Linked DNA regions of Bos taurus: region 2 is linked to region 1. A link is a contact called in public Hi-C data. All regions are on one chromosome and are shown on one strand. The core of a region is the stretch at or near the end of the contact, and the rest is flanking DNA. Distances in the headings are between cores, read along the strand shown. Region 1 overlaps LURAP1L (leucine rich adaptor protein 1 like). Region 2 has its middle 4.1 kb from the start of LURAP1L.

Region 1 (6,373 bases), core at 1,351-3,850:
TGACCCCATGGACTGTAGTCCTCTATCCATGTGATTTCCCAGGCAAGAATACTGGAGTGGCTTGCCATTTCCTTCTCCAGGGGATCTTCCTGACCCAGGGATTGAACCTGTGTCTCCTGCATTGGCAGAATTCTTTACCACTGAGCCACCAGGGAAGCTCAGATTTAATAGTTTATCCTTGTTAATTGAGAGTATGTGTGTGGATATTGAGAGAAGGGGGGATAGGAATCTGTAGAAATTAAGGAATCATCATCATCATTGTAGCAGCTCCTATTTTTGAGAGATTAGGTGACAAACACCATTAATAAAAGCTCAACACGCATTATATTGGGTTGGCCAAAAAGTTCATTCAGGTTTTTCGATGTTATAGAAATGACCAAGCGAACATTTGGTCAACTCAATAATAACCCTGTGCCTTAAGTATTATTATTTCTATCCTTCTTTTATAGATGAAGAAACTGAAATCTGCAAATAAAAAATTAAGAGTACAGAAAATGTCTGTACCTTTTATGACTATACTGACAAATATGTAGTGCTGAAAAATGCTTTCATGTTTAACAGGAACCAAATTGTTTCAATATTCCCTGAATCCAAGAGGCTGATAAATGAGGCTGATCTACTTTACACAATGAAGTGTACAAGTATTTTCTGTATATTTCATTATTTCCTTCAGATGTGTCAAGAGCAGCTCCAATCAAAACTGGGATATGAGACTCTGGGACAGTTCCCTTAAATGACTTCTAGGTATGTAGTCTTTCTGATGGTTTTAAATTACTTCAGAGAAATCTGTCTTAGTTACAAAGCAGAATTTCTCTGTAGGCCCCACAGTTCAACAGGAATATCTGTTAACATGAAGATTGTTTCTGAAGGAAGTAGGGGGAGAGCGCTGCAAGATAGCCCTTGTTCTGGTTGGAATTGAAGAGATAAGGCTCCTACAGAGATTCCAGCGGACTGGACTGTGAGGCAAGGACAGATTTAGCCACCAGAGGTCCTAGTCACATTCATCAGGGTTTAAATGAAATTCCAATTTTTTTTCGCCTGAGGTCTTTTAACCCAGGAGACTGGGCCTTGCTTATTCTCTCTTGAACACCCAGGATAATTCAGATTTATGGGTTTCTAGAATTATCCAAGGCACTCTGTTGTGAGTGACTCAAGTCAGAAGAGAGAAAGAAGCTTATATATGCATTTATATTGTAAATGTATTTCTAGGAAACAATCCATCTCTGAAGGAGAACTTTGGATTGAGTGAATGTGACAGACAGCTATTAAGAGAGATGAAATTTTTAGGATGACTTCAGAGATTTAAGATTGCAGGTAAATTCCATGTGTATATGTACAAAAATGCTTACGTATGTATGTATAAAGTATGAAGTATAATTTAAAAACCGTTAATCTACCTAGGATATTAAATAAAGTGACTTAGGAGACTACCTTATCTTCTCTGAGAAATGTACCAAAAATTCTTAGGCAGTCAGCAAGGAAAATCAATTTTCTCTGAGACATTCAAGAACAGAACTTAGTAAGTCTTGAGATGGTTTTCTATTTGTGGTGTTGTCTCAGTGACCTTGCTTTAAGGTTGTGTGGGGGAAGGAGGTTTTGTGGCAATTTTTTATATTTGAATTTACCCCCACACCCTATGAGTCATCAAAATACTGTTCAAATTACAAGTAATACAACAAATATTTACAAATGACCAACAATTTGCCTAGAACATCCACAGAGGAGCCAGGAAAATCAATAGAAGTCAAAGTCTTGCAAAATTGTTCAGTTAAGCATCTGTAGCCGATAAAACATGCTGTGCCCATTGTAGGAACAGTGCAATGGAAGTGTGGCCATTTCCCAACAGCTCCCCAGATGAACCACAGCTGCATTTGTTCACATCCCCACCCTGTCCTGTCAGAATGTTCCTGCGCATGCCCAGATCTGGACATATTCCCTGTTACTCCCTTCACTTGAAATACTGTTTTCCCCTTCAAATCCTCCCCATTCTTGAAGTCCTAATTCTTCCATGAAGTATCTCTTCTGCTGGCCTGTTTACCCTCTACTGTGTAGTTTGTATCTGACAGTCTACCTTAATTTTGTACACTTATGTTGCTACCTATTATTGTCTTTTAGCTGTTTCTTCAGCTAAGCTTTCAGTTCCTTAAAAAAGCTGTGTCTTATGTTTTGTCCATCTCTTATGGTCTGTTTTAAGGATGGATTGATTTTGCGGAGGGGAAACAGTCGTAATTTTAGGATCTGAGAAAGTTCAGCTCTTAAGACAATAATGCACATTCCCAGCAACTGTGTCACTGGAGGGTTAAAACATACTTATACTCTTTTCCCAGCAGTTTTTGTCTGAGCTACACAGTGGCTGCATCACATAAGAAGTGTTCAGTTTTGTTGAGCAATATGAATGAGAGGGGAGTAGACTCTGAAGTAACAAAAGCTTCCTTTGACCATGAAATGATTTATTTAAATAAAAAAATTCTTTTCTTCTGAAAGCAAACATTCACAGGCCATTGAACCACTGTAGGGGAAAATATGACGAAAGCAAGTCACTAAGAACGTGTTGGTCAGGCTGATAATGATTACACACTTAACTGCATCTAACCCTGTGTCCTCCAGGGAGAGAGTAAACAGCTTCCCACCGTGGGAGCGAGCCCTGGGCCATTCGGTTCACACGGCTCTCTGCCTGTTACCTGGCACTCCACCTAATAGTGCTTTCTCCTGGAATTAAGGTACAATTATGTTACTCCTGGTGAACCTTCAAAGTAGGAACGATCCACCACCAGGACTAAATCACCATGTGGCTTCTGTCTCCAGCAGCTGCCCTGCCTTTCCTCACTGTTATGCACATCAGTCCTTAGGAAGTCTGCCCATCCATTCAGAAGACAGCAGTCTTGCCCAGTGGGCGGGAACCTGTGTGGTTTTCCCACTTGAGGTCTTACAAGATCCCAGGATGTTTCTCTGAGGACAGTGGTGGTTGGGAGGACTTCCTCATGGTCTGAGTTTAAGTGACCCCTCCTTGGAGAGCCCCTTGCTGATCAATCATAGTATCTAATTCCTGTGCTTAGTTGTACACAGCATTTCTACATTTTTATGTTCCCTTCATAATACTTATGACTAATGGAAATCATCCTACTTATTACTTGTTTACTTTTTATTTTCTGTCTCCCATATGAGCATGTAAGCCATCACAGAGGGCAGGGGACTTGGTCTGTCCTGTTCACTACTGTACCCAAGACCTCTAAGAGTGCTTAACGCATAGTGGATGTACAAGTCTTATTTGTCCAAGGCCTGAATGATTGCCATAAGATGAACCATCTGTCAAGAATGCCCCTCCCTTGAGTTTTGCTATAAGTCAGTAATACCATAGGGCTTCTCTAGTGGCTTAGATGGTTAAGAATCTGCCTGCAATATGCGAGACCCAGGTTCAATCCCTGGGTTGGGAAGATCCCCTGGAGAAGGGAATGGCAACCGACTCCAGGGTTCTTGCCTGAAGAACCGGCAAGAGTCGGACACAAATGACTGACTAACACTTGCTAGTGATACAGTGCTTCAGGGGAAAGAATAAGGTAGCAAGAAAGAGCTCTTCAGTATTAAAGCATTCCAAGCACGGAATCCCACTCCCACCAAGTCACAGAGTTCAAACACTGAGTAACTAGGGCAAGGTTATTCCCAGCTTAAATGTACAGGTTACAAGAGAGTATCTCTGAAAGGAAGTGGACTTCACGACGTAAATCACACTCCAAGCATTATTCTGTGTGTTCGGAGGTGATAACTCGTACTAATACAACAACACTGTTCTGTAAACACTTGGTGAAAGAAATTAAACAAAGGGAACAAACAAATAGGATGCTACCAAAAAAAGATTTTTTTGTAAGGTTTGCATTAATTGATCCAAAGAGATGTCAATGTCCTTTCCTCTTTTCCTCTTCACTTGTCACCTCTGGCCCTTAGTATTGCAGTACAGCCCATCTTCGTACTTAATAAGCCTCTCGTGCCTCAAAATTGTAGCAAAATAGGTCTCTCAACTCTAGACAGAATGAAGACTGAAATTTCATGTCAATTATGATCAATGAACTGGTCTATAGAAGAACTTAATGGGGGGTCTTGAAAAGCAAATATTCTTAATAATAAACTTTTCCAGATCTATGTTTTTGTCCAATCTATCATTTTACTACTACAAAAATACAAAGGTTATGAATTGTCTCACTGGAATCCAAGAAAGAGTATGGTCATGCTTTCACTTCATCACGAAGTTGCCAAATAAATTGACTTCTTTGGTGGTGGTGTGTAAGGAACCCAGGACAGAGCTCTGGCCTGTCATTGTCACAGTCTACCTTTGGGCAAGGTGACTTGGCATATACAATCTTCTTATACAAGAAGAAGAATCCTGGGGATTAATTTTGAGCTCTGGTGAACCCCTGGACTCAATAGACATAGTAAAGTAGTCTATGAACAAAGTCTAATTTCTGCCCAATATTGAAAATGTAATTCAGTAGAGAAATCCACACATCACTTTTCTCTGCTCTCTGTATTGAGGTTTCATTGAAATTGTTATAAGAAGATTCTGTAGATCAGATCATCTCAGGATTTCCCTTTATTCTAACATAGTCTCTGATTGTCATTCCTGTGGCCATTTGATTACTAAATTGTTTCTGCTATGAGAGAATCATTCAAGCTATACAGGAGACAGAGCAATTAATTTACTGCTCCATCTCTGGCAAATTACTTTGCTAGTAAAAGCTCATGGCTAGAGTTTGAGCTCTATGTGAATTTTAATCACCTTATCAGAAATTCTGTGGCGATAGTAATTTTAGCTCTTGCCATTTGGGTTTCACTAAAAGTAATATTTGTGTTCTGTGCCAAGATAAACATACATACCATATTTAATGGGTCTATATATTAACTGAAATGTGCACATGAGCTGCTGAATATATCTGCCAAATAGGGACATTGCTCATTCCTTCTTGTCATCCTGCAGGCTTGCATAGCACCAGTGTTCATATCTCGCACAAAGCTCCCCTGTACCATTCTTATCTTTTTATTTATGGGAATTGACTAATCAGATAAAAGCAGGCCATCTCCCAGTTATGCAACCTACTGTAAAATCCACAGTATCCACGACCCAAATCCCAAATGTCCAGCAAGCTGTTATAGGAAGACTATTTTGCAAGCAAGTTAGTGATCATGAATATGAAGGAAGGAGAATAAATTAGATTTACCTTTTAATGTGATGTCCTAATCCTAGTGTCTAAGGTGAAAAAAAAAATCAGCATTTTTTTTTTCAAATTTGTAATTGGCGGAAGGCCTTTTTTCTAGCTGTATTTATTTCTAAATATCTAAAAAAAAAAAATCAAAAGCATCTAATGTACTAAATTAAAGGGCTGTTGTAAAGATACTTAGAATATTATTTCTCTAATAGTTTATGCCAGTTTATCTGCATGTTCCCTTTGTATAACCTCCTCTTGTCTAAATGTACTCCCTCCTCAAATTTGCCACATCCTCTGAAGAATACAGATTTCTTGTCTACTCATCCTTAAAATTTCTAGCAGTTTTATTAATAGCTGTATTTCTAAAGCACTCCTGTTTTGTCCAGAGGACCCTTAAGGATGGCACCATCTTACTGCAGTCTGAGAAGACACAGTACAATACTTGCATCCAATGCTTTGGGTTTAGAATGCGTTAGGAGAAGAGCATGTAGCATTTGCAAGTCAGAGCTAGTCTGCCAAAGTTTTCCTCTGCTTTCGTAGCCAGTTCAAAATTTACAACAGAATTTGTTTTGAATTGGGCAACAGAGGATTCCATTTTTCTATCAGTCAGCTTTGTCTTCCTCCATTAGAATTGTTTTTATGTGGAAATGAACAATAACTAAAACAGTTCACTGTTTTCCCAAAACCTCATAGAGGGGTAATTTCCCCAAAGACTAAATTACATACATAAAAACACTATCATCAGCACAGCTGACCAATTGATATTGTTTTGATAAATTACATAGCTGCATCTGGTTTATTTGAAAGGGGCACATGTGACTCTCCTGAATCTTGAACATAAATTCCTGCCATCAGGCCTGCTCATGAGATCTGTATAGTGTCTGCTGGTGAGTCCTCTGATTACCAAAGGAAGACAGAGAACTCTACAGCCTTATTCGGTCAGGTTTTGTTTTTTTTTTTTTTTTCGGTCAGGTTTTAGCTCCAGTTGATACTTAGATGCCTGTGATGAAAACTCCTTTACCATAACCTAATACAGTGAAAATTTCTTTCTTGAGAGATTTCAATATGTATATGCAAAGTATAATTCTGGCTAATGTATAAGACTATAAATCACCTGAGCTGAAATTCATTTGGAATGATGTCACTGAAACATGGACTCCCCATATTTGTAATAG
Region 2 (6,942 bases), core at 2,863-5,362, 56 kb after region 1:
TTAAAAGAAACCCAAAGCATGCCATCTATGGATCTGAGACACTTCTACCAAATAAGTTATTATGAACTCTGTGGATTATAGTCTTGATTTAACATTGAATTTGTATTAAGAATCTTCAAGCAGAGGGTACTGTTTTTCAGTCTGCTAAACTAATATTTGGGATTCCATTAGGACTTTTCAAAATAGGGACCCCTCTCTTTCTGGGATAAATAAGTACTTGTGTTCTTGGTCTTTCCCAGAGACATCGCTCAGGTTTTACACTTATGAGAACATGGGCAGGTACATCTCAGAGTATGTTTTTAAGCAGAGCCATATCCAAGAAGCCTAAGGATAGAAAATAGGCCTTCTGAGTAAAGTATTTCATATCGGGGAGAAAGTTGCTAAAGTTCTCTTGTCAGCATGTCAGAAATTATAGGTTATTTCTTCTCTTAAAAAGAAAAAAAAAAAAAAGCTGTAAATTAAGTGACCCAATCAAAGGGGAAGAAAACTAAATCTCAACTCACTGATAAAACTTCATGCTTTGTCCTAAATTTGGAAAACCACAAGTTCATTGGGTAGGAATTATAATGAAGAGGTTTTTTACTTAAAAAAAATTTTTTTTTTTGTCATAAAGCCCTTACAAAGTTCAGCATAGGGCTGGTTGTGAAAAGGAGCATATAAACACAGTATCTAACTTGAACTTGGTCCATAAAAATAGTTTATTTTAAAATTATCATCGATGTAACTGTATAAAAGAGGAACACCTCTTTGCTGTGAGTCACAGACAGTAAAATGTGTGTTTGGTACTGAAGGTAATTAAAAAATAGAAAATGGTTTTTTTCTGTTTTAGATTTCTGCAGAGAAAGCATCTCCAAAAGAAAAAATATGATCTATATGTAAATTAATACTTTGTGCCAGTGCAATATAAAACAAACAAAAACTTTTTAGGAAAAGTTTAATTATGTTACACCTTTAAAATTTCTCAACTTAATGCCTAATGACATTTTAGTTTAAAACAGAGATATTTTGAATGCCAAAATGATCATTTTCAAAACATGTTAGAATCACAGTAGTCTTAGTAGGCTACCAGTAGATTGTATGAACCCTGTCACTACTGTTTTATTTGGTTTGATCTGAGGACATTCCTTACCCAAAATGTTCAAAAATAAGGGTCTTTTTTACTTTTGGGTCTTGAGACTATTTTGTTTTCAAGATTTTTCTATGATGAAAAAACATGTGTGAGAGCTTTAACTAATTGTTGTTAGCCCTATATCACACACTGATTTGGGGGATTAGTTGACAAGAACTGCAGTACTGGGTCTAGGATGCCGGCTGAGGAGGAAGTAGGGTCATCAACAAGAAGAGGGCACATGGTGAGTAAAGCGGAAAAAAAATGGGAAGGAAAAACTCTTCAGAGCAATTTTCTTTTTTTTCTGTATTTCACTAAGCCCTCAGTCTTAGCAGTGCTGACTTCCTACTCCTGCTTTTCTCCTCCATCTCCAACCACCTCTTATTTCCATAATTGATTGCATCTTCCAGCAACAACCTAAATTCAGGATGTTTCCCCAAGGCCTAATATATTGAAAAGTAAAATCCTAAAAGTTAAAGTTAGGGTTACTGTATTATTTGTAATATAATTTTCTGGACCCAGACTACTTTATTATATACATCCTTTATCTGACTGCATTATATATGAACTGTATTTGCCTTTTGTCCGTTTAAATGCCTAAGGAATCTAGGACTTCCCTGGTGGTTCAGATGGTAAAGAATCCACCTGCAATGCAGGAGACCTGAGTTTGATCCCTGGGTAGGGAAGATCCCCTGGAGAAGGGAATGGCAAAACACTTGGTATTCTGGCCTGAAGAATTTCATGGACAGAGGAGTCTGGTAGGCTACCGTCCATGGAGTTGCAAAGAGTCAGACACGACTGAGCGACTAGCTAGGAGTCTAAGAATGGTCATTAAACTATGGGGAACTTTAAGAGACTGGGTTTCTTCCCCAGTTGGATTCTGTTCACAGAGAAAGAAAGAGAGCCTCTTATTTATTATCATTTTAAAAAATCCAGTATCTAATGAAGTGGGAACATTGTTGAACTCAGATGACAAATTTTAAAAGAATGCCTCAGTCACAAAAACAGAGTGATGTGATCTAAGCTTCACACATTCCACCCTTAGAACACTTCCTGGTATGAGACAGTGTTTAGAGCAAAAGTACAGTCTCTAAGACTGTGTATGTTGTGAGTAATGTCACTCTTTAATCTGCTGCTGGCCTTGTGGTGAAAGGGAAAAAAAATTTAAAAAGTCCTTCTACCTTCTCTCTGTCACTGATTGGAAGTTTTCAGCTTTCCCAGCTCTGCTGGCACAGAGTTCAAGGATTAGGACAAAGTCTCTAACCTGAGATTCCACTCCCCACAGTTCAGAGGAATATCAAGCAGTCAACAGCCTCAGGTTACCTTTAATGATTTTAGGAAATATCTGTTATATTTAATGGGTGTGGGGTTCTTTAAATCTCTGTTTTAAATGTGTAGAGGTGGTGTTCCTCTTTGTTGTTGTTGTTGTTCAGCTGATTATGTGTTTAACAAGGAAGTTGTCATAGCAAAACTGAAGACTGTTGATCTTAGAGTGGAATTACATATCTGCTAAAGCTGCAAAGATTTTTCCCTGCCTGTTTATTGTCATTCAATTTGTGTATAATTTTGTAGCTGAGTTGGATCTGTTTAACTAAGTAAAATCATCTGGTTTGTTACCAACTTGAACAACTTATACATGTGTATGCTCTATATATCCATCTAATATATTTCTGAAATATCTCTTCCCAAGAAGCACAGATCCTTTAAATAGTACTCTGATTGGAATCTAATTAATATTTATAACCAGAGCTAAACACTATCCTGAGAGGTTCACTAGACAATACTAAAAGTAGGTCACCAGCATTTAAGTCTGTCTTATCCCCTCTTCATAATCCCTGTCAAATCTCTCTGCCTTCATTGTTTGTAATAGAGTCTTTTATTTCCTTTTACTTGATGTCCTAAACTCTGAATTTCTACCGCTCGTTTCTTCTATAGCCATCCCAGTTTGAATGGACTTAAAGGTTGTTTCAGTGGAGTGCCGCTAAATGTTTACAATTAGCTGTTTGCAAATATAGAAATAGCTGACTTGTAGCTTTTGACAGTTTTCATGGCGTAAATATTTCCACCACAGCTGATTTCAAGCTTCCAGTGTGAGTTGGAAAAAAATGGGCCGTAGTACGTTTTTTTCCCTACTGTTTCCACCGAACAGATAAATTGACATAAATAGCGTCAAGAGCACGGATTGTAGTAAAGTGTAGTCAAATAATTAGGAAGTGATGAGTTTTGATATTCATTACCTTTGTCTTAGTATAATTCACCTAATTTTAAGCTTATACAATGTAATTTTAAAAATTATGGCTGTGTTTAGCAATTGGCTTACAAAATTCCAATTGGTTGCTATAAACTGGTATGTGCTGGCTCCAGTATACCTGTGTCTCATAAAATCTTGGGGGATGATCATTAATTATAGTTAAGAGATAAAAACTAAAACAAGAGAAAGCAGTGAAGCTTTAAATCTAAGGGCTTGGAAAAGTGGTAATGGGGAAGTGAGTCCTGAAGTTGGAGCCAAAAGTTTAGAGGACTCATAAAACTCTGTTGGTTTCCTGGAGCTGCTTAACAACACAGATGGAGTGGCTTGAAACAAAATTGTCTTATAGTTCTGAGAATAAGAAGTCCAAAATCAAGGCTGACAGAGCCATAATGCCTCTGGAGAGTTTGGGAAAGATCCTTCCTCACCTCTTCCAGCTTCTGGTAGCCCTGCACATTCCTTGGATAGCATAACTCCAATCTCTGCCTCAGTCATCACGTGGCTATCTTCCTTCTGTGTCTGTATCTCAATTTCTGTCTGCTTGTAGGAGGTCAGTCATTTGGGGTCAAGGACCCATCCTACTCAAGTATATCTTCACTTAGCAAATTAAAACGGTAACAACTGTATCCCCAAATAAAGTCACATTCTGAGGGATGATTCTTCCAACTCCCAGAGATACTGAAGGACAGGGGAGCCTGGTGTGCTGCAGTCCATGGGATTACAAAGAGTTGAACATGACTACGTGACTAAACAATAGCAGCGGGGGTGTGATAGGGCTAGTATTTCAACATAGCTTTTCCAGCAACACAGTTCAACCCATAACACTGTGAAATAATGTCTGGTCTTACAGATTTGCTTCAGGCATGAGGCTGTGAATCATATCAAAGAACTGGAAGTTTATTTTTATTTGGTAGTTTTTTATATTTGGTAGTGATGTATAGAGGTCACCTTAAAGGTGGAAAGCCACAGAAAGGAAATAGTTAAAGGACTCTTTCCCTTCTATTAATAATCACTTATGAGTTAGATAATAACAGCTATTAGCTTTTATAGACTAGGAAACTTTGATCACTGAAACATCCTGATCTTGAAATGGCATAGTCTTTGACATAATTCATACAATCCACTTTTGATATCTTTCATCCAATACCTTGACAATTTCTGAAATTGAATTTGAGGTGGGCTCTAATAGTGTATGCTGCTGCTGCTAAGTCACTTCAGTCGTGTCCGACTCTGTGCAACCCCACAGATGGCAGCCCACCAGGCTCCCCCGTCCCTTGGATTCTCCAGGCAAGAACACTGGAGTGGGTTGCCATTGCCTTATAACACTAAAACATAAAGAGGGCACTAGTGGTAAAGAACCCACTTGCCAATGCATGAGACTTAAGATACGTGGGTTAGATCCCTGGGTCAGGAAGATCTCCTGGAGAATGAATTGGCAACCCATCCAGGACTCTTGCCTGAAGAATCCCAAGGACAGAAGAGTCTGGTAGGCTACATTTCTTTGAGTTGCAAAGGGTTAGACACAACTAAGCAACTTAGCACCAGCAAAACATAAAAGGACTAAATAAATATCATCTTCCTATGTCCTAGCTTAGAGGCAAACTTATAAATTTGATTTGAAAATGATTTGATAAATTTTATTTGAAATATTGGTTTTATAGAACACGGAAGCTAAGCTTATCGAACTAGAACCTCAATCACGGTAGAAAAAAGCAATGGTGAATGCTCACAGAGAGGAGAATGTCCAGAAAGTTTACAGAGAGCTATGCTTTTACACAAAGATTTCGACCTGTAGATGTGGCTTATGCCATAGAATTTGAAACTGGATGCACGGCTTCAGGGTCAATGCCCATTTCTGGCAATGTCCTGTGAATATCTCAATTCCTATCTGTATTTTAGGCTTCTCAGATCAGATCAGATCAGTCGCTCAGTCGTGTCCGACTCTTTGCGACCCCATGAATCGCAGCACGCCAGGCCTCCCTGTCCATCACCAACTCCCGGAGTTCACTCAGACTCATGTCCATCGAGTCAGTGATGCCATCCAGCCATCTCATCCTCTGTCGTCCCCTTCTACTCCTGCCCCCGATCCTTCCCAGCACCAGAGTCTTTTCCAATGAGTCAACTCTTCGCATGAGGTGGCCAAAGTACTCGAGTTTCAGCTTTAGCATCATTCCTTCCAAAGAAATCCCAGGGCTGATCTCCTTCAGAATGGACTGGTTGGATCTCCTTGCAGTCCAAGGGACTCTCAAGAGTCTTCTCCAACACCACAGTTCAAAAGCATCAATTCTTCGGTGCTCAGCCTTCTTCACAGTCCAACTCTCACGTCCATACATGACCACAGGAAAAACCATAGCCTTGACTAGACGGACCTTTGTTGGCAAAGTAATGTCTCTGCTTTTGAATATGCTATCTAGGTTGGTCATAACTTTCCTTCCAAGGAGTAAGCGTCTTTTAATTTCATGGCTGCAGTCACCATCTATAGTGATTTTGGAGCCCAGAAAAATAAAGTCGGACACTGTTTCCACTGTTTCCCCATCTATTTCTCATGAAGTGGTGGGACCGGATGCCATGATCTTCGTTTTCTGAATGTTGAGCTTTAAACCAACTTTTTCACTCTCCACTTTCACTTTCATCAAGAGGTTTTTGAATTCCTCTTCACTTTCTGCCATAAGGGTGGTGTCATCTGCATATCTGAGGTTATTGATATTTCTCCCGGCAATCTTGATTCCAGCTTGTGCTTCTTCCAGTCCAGTGTTTCTCATGATGTACTCTGCATATAAGTTAAATAAACAGGGTGACAATATACAGCCTTGACGAACTCTTTTTTCTATTTGGAACCAGTCAGTTGTTCCATGTCCAGTTCTAACTGTTGCTTCCTGACCTGCATATAGGTTTCTTAACAGGCAGGTCAGATGGTCTGGTATTCCCATCTCTTTCAGAATTTCCCACAGGTTATTGTGATCCACAGAGTCAAAGGCTTTGGCATAGTCAATAAAGCAGAAATAGATGTTTTTCTGGAACTCTCTTGCTTTTTCCATGATCCAGCGGATGTTGGCAATTTGATCTCTGGTTCCTCTGCCTTTTCTAAAACCAGCTTGAACATCAGGAAGTTCACGGTTCACATATTGCTGAAGCCTGGGTTGGAGAATTTTGAGCATGACTTTACTAGCGTGTGAGATGAGTGCAAGTGTGCGGTAGTTTGAGCATTCTTTGGCATTGCCTTTATTTAGGATTGGAATGAAAACTGACCTTTTCCAGTCCTGTGGCCACTGCTGAGTTTTCCAAATTTGTTGGCATATTGAGTGCAGCACTTTAGTTTCTCCTTATTCTTAGGGTTATAAGTACAGATGGAAAAGCAAAAATGCCTTTCAGAAGCATGGGAGGAAGAGAAGGAGGAAAACAAGTTCTTTGCAATTTTTAATTTCAAAAAGATCATAAAGATTCTATATAAAGACACACATAGTGTTAGTTAGTATTATTTGGGAGTGAAAACTCAAGAACTTCTCATAGTAGAGTTATAGATCTTAGTCTTAGGACTTAAGAGCATTACTCAACAGTTGAAATGAAAACCTTGCTGCATGGAGAG

Evidence for each region. Hi-C and Micro-C count contacts between places; a contact is called where the count stands out from the background.
Region 2: a Hi-C map of liver shows a contact between it and region 1, with 2.5 times the contacts expected there. The contact joins two enhancer-like sites. A contact is called at or near these places in 2 of 11 Hi-C or Micro-C datasets (liver and skeletal muscle).

What each region holds. Positions count from the first base shown.
Region 1 is chr8:31,504,346-31,510,718 of ARS-UCD2.0, forward strand. The region is part of intron 1 of LURAP1L (leucine rich adaptor protein 1 like); the gene reads right to left. Among named protein-coding and RNA genes, the nearest start is that of LURAP1L, 50 kb to the right of the region's middle. Within about 2 kb of position 2,601, at least 23 of the 102 cell types and tissues checked have an H3K27ac peak or open chromatin away from gene starts, as enhancers often do. A contact at or near this core is called in liver, where this site is marked.
Region 2 is chr8:31,558,554-31,565,495 of ARS-UCD2.0, forward strand. No RefSeq gene overlaps it. Among named protein-coding and RNA genes, the nearest start is that of LURAP1L, 4.1 kb to the left of the region's middle. Within about 2 kb of position 4,113, at least 5 of the 102 cell types and tissues checked have an H3K27ac peak or open chromatin away from gene starts, as enhancers often do. A contact at or near this core is called in liver, where this site is marked.